Linked DNA regions of Anser cygnoides: region 1 is linked to region 2. A link is a contact called in public Hi-C data. All regions are on one chromosome and are shown on one strand. The core of a region is the stretch at or near the end of the contact, and the rest is flanking DNA. Distances in the headings are between cores, read along the strand shown. Region 1 holds the start of FOXO3 (forkhead box O3). Region 2 holds the start of SESN1 (sestrin 1).

The links. A called contact is a pair of places that touch in the nucleus more often than the background predicts.
Region 1: a Hi-C map of liver shows a contact between it and region 2, with 1.8 times the contacts expected there. The contact joins the promoter of FOXO3 here to the promoter of SESN1 in region 2. A contact is called at or near these places in 3 of 7 Hi-C or Micro-C datasets (granulosa cells and liver).

What each region holds. Positions count from the first base shown.
Region 1 is chr3:73,882,762-73,885,461 of Taihu_goose_T2T_genome, reverse strand. FOXO3 (forkhead box O3) reads left to right here and starts at 1,300. Exons shown (of 3, transcript XM_048079166.2): 1 at 1,300-2,700. The coding sequence starts at 2,500.
Region 2 is chr3:73,546,778-73,549,477 of Taihu_goose_T2T_genome, reverse strand. SESN1 (sestrin 1) reads right to left here and starts at 1,266. Exons shown (of 11, transcript XM_066993170.1): 1 at 837-1,266. The coding sequence starts at 1,163. CEP57L1 (centrosomal protein 57 like 1) reads left to right here and starts at 1,251. Exons shown (of 12, transcript XM_048081085.2): 1 at 1,251-1,381.

The sequences.
Region 1 (2,700 bases), core at 51-2,550, 340 kb before region 2:
GTAGCTGGTGGTGTCCTTCTGAGAGACTGAGCTGCCTCGCATTCCCAAAAGGGGCCGTGTCGCAACGAAAGCCACAGCAGGGCACGCGATGTTGTGACCCAAAATGGAGTTGCAGTGAAAATTATTTCCATGACCCGAACCTGCATTTATTCTGATTAATTCAGTGTCTCCTGCTATATTTAGACAACTGAGGATTAATTGTATGCATGCTGAAACGCTGTCCCTGGTAATAAAATCACGCTGAACTACTCCTAACAAGTGCCACTTGAATTCCAAACCTAACTGGAGCCTGAGGGCTGTTGCCCTTACTTAGCAGGACGTGTAAGGCATCCAGGATCAGGGCCTTACTGCTTTCTGATCGAACCGAACGGTTTTCAAACCTCATCGCTCATCTGTGATGCCAGATAAATCAGGAATAATTTGTCTAGAAAATAGTAGTTCTACCGAGAAATGCTTCAGAAGCACACGTACTTTTTGTCTGGTGCCCGAGTCGACCCTGTTTTTGCCCTGAATCTAGTCCATGATGAGGCTGACCCAAGACCAGGCAAGAACTGATACGTACACGTCGCTATGTACTGTATTTATAACTACATCCGTATTAATAGCTCTATATTCTTCGGCTTTGTGGGTCAGCCCTTTTCCCAACCCGTAATTAGCTGCGTCGTCAAGCGAGCTGCTTCGGCGGGCTTTCTGCAACAGCGTGTGCTCAGGGCAGCGGGACTGCGCTCACGTGGGCGCGCGTCTGGGTGCGCTCCCTTATCACCCACGGGCTGAACAGAAGTTGTGAAAAGCGGCAGGATAAATCGGACTCCAGAAATAAAGCTTGCCACTGTAACTCGTACACAAATTTATGTCCAGTGAGAACAATTTGGAGGGGAAGCAGCGCAGCTGCGACAGCCAGAGCTGGCTTTAAGGTGAAGTGAGGTGCTGAAGATGGGTTGAACATGACAAGAAAACCCAAGGTATGGATTTGCGTCAATTAAAAAACACATGAAGTGAGGAATGAGGGGTTTCTCAAAGCATTACGGCGCGCTTCGCACACCTTAGCACCTCCCACAGCCCACCGACCCAGCACCCAGCCTCTCGGGCCGGCCTCCAAATCCCCCCAAACTCCCCCCACATTCCCTCAGCGACTAGAGGAGGAGCTGGGGGGACAGCACCGGCCGTCCAAGCGGCCGCCCCGACCCCACCCCGTCCCACCCCATCCCCGTCCCCGGTCCCCCCGCGTCCCGCCCCGTCGGGGCGGCCCCTGCGCAACACCGCCCGTGGGCGGGCCACGCCGCGCCGTGCGGTTAGGTTGCGGCTCCCTGCGTGCGCCTATAACTTTGTGTTGCTGCCCGCGGTTGTTAGGAGGAGGGATGTGCAAGGAGCCGGCGGCCAGCCGGGTGACAGCCTGCCGCTGCCGCCGCTCGGGAGGGCTGCGGCAGCCCGGTTGCGCGCCGCCGGATCGCTCGGCTCTCGCCGCTCGCTCGCGGAGGCTCCGCCGCTTTCGCCTCCTTCGCCTTTAAAGGGAAGGCTCCGAGGAGCCCAAGGCGCAGGAGCAGGAGGAGCAGGAACCGTGCGGCAGCGCTGCTTTTGCCTCCCCGGCAATTGGGATCGCTGCTGCTGCTGGCGCGGAGGTGGCCGCGGACACCCCCCCCCCCCCCCGCCGCCTGCATCCCCTCCCGGTGCGGCTCTCTCCCGCTGCCTCCTGTGCCCGGGCTTGGGAAATGACTTGAGCGAAGGGGGGAAAACTGTCAAGATGGCAGCAGCAGGAGCAAGGAGGTTATGAATGTGGTGTTGATGCTGGAACAAAACCCATTCTCTTTGGCAGCCCTAGGGAGGGCTTAAAGCTTCTGGACCTGTTGGAAGACCGGTGATTTGATTTGCTCCTCTTGTGGTCGCCGTCACCCTGCGAGAAGAAGGATTTTATTTTTGATCTGATTTTTTCCTGAAACCGACCGGCCCCGGGGTGGCCTTCGCCCGCCCGCCGCGAGATTCTGGGGGGTCTCGGGGGGCACTGCGAAGTGACGGGCTCACGCTAGCATGCACCTGGACGGCCGCAAAGACTTGGGCTCCCTTTAGGGCGCTCCGAAGAAGGGGGAAAAAAAAAAAAAAAAAAGTCTCGGCTGTACCCCGAAGGACCGGAGGCTCCGGGACCGGGGGGGGTCCTCTCTCTCCCGGCTGAGCGCCGCGTGCCCCCGCATGGAGTGAAACAACCCGAGGCAGCGCGGCGGACCCCCTGGCCGCTCTCCGTCCGATTTGTTTTCCTCGCTTCCTCCTTCTTCTTCTTTTCGCCCTCCCCCCCGGCTCCCCCTTCTCCTCCTCCTCCTCCTCCCCTCCTCCGTGCGCATCGCCCGCGGGGAGCGGGGCTCGGGCGGCTCGGGGAGCGGCATGCCCGCCCGCTAGGCGCCCGTCGGCACCGAGGAGGCGGCGGCGGCGGCGGCGGAGGAGGAGGAGGAGCGGGGTCGGCGGCCGCCCGCCCCGTCGCCGCCGCAGCCGGCCCGGGGGGAGGCCAAGATGGCAGAGGCGTCGCCCCCCGCCCCGCTCTCGCCGCTGGCCGTGGAGCTGGACCCCGAGTTCGAGCCGCAGAGCCGCCCCCGCTCCTGCACCTGGCCCCTGCAGAGGCCCGAGCTGCAGGCCAGCCCCGCCAAGCCCCCGGGCGAGCCGCCCGCCGACGCCGCCTCCATGATCCCCGAGGAGGAGGACGACGACGACGAG
Region 2 (2,700 bases), core at 17-2,516:
CAATTATACTGTATTTATCACATTGCACACTATCGAGAAGTTCTACAAAATAAGTCTCTGTCAGCTTCAATAATCCAAACCAAGAATTTCTTTGAATCAGTTCAAAGTAGAACAGAGCCAAAAAATGGAACTAGCTACAAGTTCCTTCAAAACCTATATATATATATAGGCACAGGGACATTTTTCTTCCTTTGCTTCCCCCATATGAAGACTGTTAATGTTCAAGGGGAAAAAGCACAATAGCGGGAATCAGGGAGCTAGTGCTGAGTACAGCTCTATGTATGTGCTTGCGAGTAAAAGACATACCTTAATTTCCTTTTCCTACCCCGCAGAAAGCAGTATTTTTAGCAGAGCCGCCGTACCCTTTGATGCACGCGGAATTTCAGGACCTTTGCAAAAGCTGTAGGTGAGCAAGCAAATTGCGATGCCAGCGACTATAATTAGACTGTTAACAGTGGAAGAGTACAAAGTAACATTTATTTTTGTTAGCACAGCAGGTCAGTAAAGTTAATCCTGTGCTGGCTGGACTGCTTATGGGTTGGGAAGGAAAGAAAAGTTTGGAGAAGGTATATACCAACGGATGTTTAGACCCAAATCTTTCCTGTTTTTGCACGAGGCGCTCTGGGGGTACCCCAGCCCGGTTAGCACCGAAAGGCGCCCGAGCTGTCACAGAACCACGGAGTATCCCGAGCTGGAAGGGACCCCTAAGGACCATCGAGTCCAACTCCTGCCCCGGCAGCCCCGCAGCCGGCCCTCGCCTCCCTCCGTCCCTCCCTCACGCCCTGCGGGGCGAGCACGGCTGCGGGCCGAAGGCTGCGGGCTCCTCGGGCGCTCACCTGCACGCCGCTCAGGATGGCCTCGCTCTTCTCCCTCACGTCGCGGAACGGGCAGCGCTTGGCCAGCATGAGCAGCCGGGCCAGCACCCGGGGAGCGGCGGCCGCCCCGCCGCGGCGGAGCACGGCTTGCCCGACGTGCTCCAGGGCGGCGGCGCGGGCGGCGGCGTCGCGGCTGCACAGCCCGTCCCAGCGCACGTCGCCCTCCCGCTCCTCCATGGAGCCCCCCCGCCGCCTCAGCAGCCCCGCGGCGGACGCCCCATGGCGGAGCCGCGGCAGCCGACCCGCCCCCGAGGAGAACGAGCCCGCAGCCCGCTGCCCGCACCGCATCGGCGGGGGAGCGGCGCCGCCAACCGCCGCCCAACGGCCGCCACCGCGGGGGCTTCGCCTCCGGCCGGCCACCACCCCGCGGCGCCGGCGGCTCCGCCCCGCCCCGGAGCGCGGAGGGGAGGGGACGCCCCGCCCCAGCGGGCGATGGACGCGCCCGACAGGCAATCGCCTTGCAGCGCTCATCGACGGAGGCCCAGCCGGAGCGGGGAGCGGCGTCTGTGAGGAGGGGTGTTGGGGGTTGTAGTCCGGCTGGAGGGCGGCGCTGTGCGTTTGGCGGGAGGGGGAACTACGCGTCCCAGGAGGCAGCGCGAGGCGAGGCGGGGAGGGGAGGGGAGGGGAGGGGAGGGGAGGGGAGGGGAGGGGAGGGGAGGGGAGGGGAGGGGGCTGGCGGTGCTCGGCGCCGCTCCGCCTGAGCCCGGTGTGCCGGTATCGCGGTGGGGCGGCCCCGGGACGGGTGAGGGAGGAGGAAAGTGACTGTTATTTCTGCACCGGGGCTCGTCGGGGGCCACTCTCTTCCCTCCCCAAGTCAGATTTTTCAAAATTTTTCACTCCGCAAACAGGTTTTTATTTTTTTCTTAAAAAAAAAAAAGCAAAAACAGGAAGAAAATAAAGTTCTGAAGTTTGTGTTAGCAAAAACAAATAATTAATAGTAATAATAATAAAATAATAGGCCTTGAGCGACCAGAATCGCTTATCAAGTAGGTATGTGCTGCCTTTGGTGTAGCCTAAGTAAACACAGTAGCGGGGAAGACAAACAGCGCGTGTCCAAGCACAGCGGCCTTCCAAATCGAAAATAAAACAGCAATAAAAATAAAGAAAATCCCTAAAATATTCAAATTGAGCACCAGGTCCCCGATGTTTTGATGCAGGTGAGGCCCACGCTGCTGCCCTGTGGGCAGCCTTGCTGTTGCCCTGGCCGCAGGGACTCCTTCCTTCCTTTGTGCAGGAAACAAGGCTTTTTTTTTTATAAAGTTAATTTTCAGCCCAGTCAGCTCCCTGAGCCAATGTGCCTCCTGGCACTGCTCCTGGGGCTGACAGAGGAGCAGGAAGCGTGCAGGCAGGGGCAGAGCCACCCAGGTGCAGCTGCCACCCCCAAGCCACCAGTTTGGAGCATACTGAAAGGCTAGAGAGCACTTGTAGGTAAATCAAAAACAAGACATCGGCCATATGTGGCCTGGCATAGTTATTTTGCATTTATGGCATGCATGTTTCCTGCTCAGACATTCAAAACTCAGACCTGAAGTTCAATACAGATCAGAAATACGTAGAAACTCGGACTCCAGGCGCAGAGCTTGGACCAGCTCACAAAAACTAGCCATCAACAGCTCCTTTATTTGCAAACAATCTGCTTTCTCCATCAGACGTTCCTTTCATTATCCTGGCACAGTTTCTCCAAAACTTGCAAAACAATCTATCATTACCTGTAGTTTTCAAGGCAGACCAATCTCTTTTTTTCCCCATTCCTCCTATAAAAACCTTTCTGCAGCGAGGCTGAGTTACCATTGTTCGGTAGCGTGAACAGGCCTGGGCTGCTTCA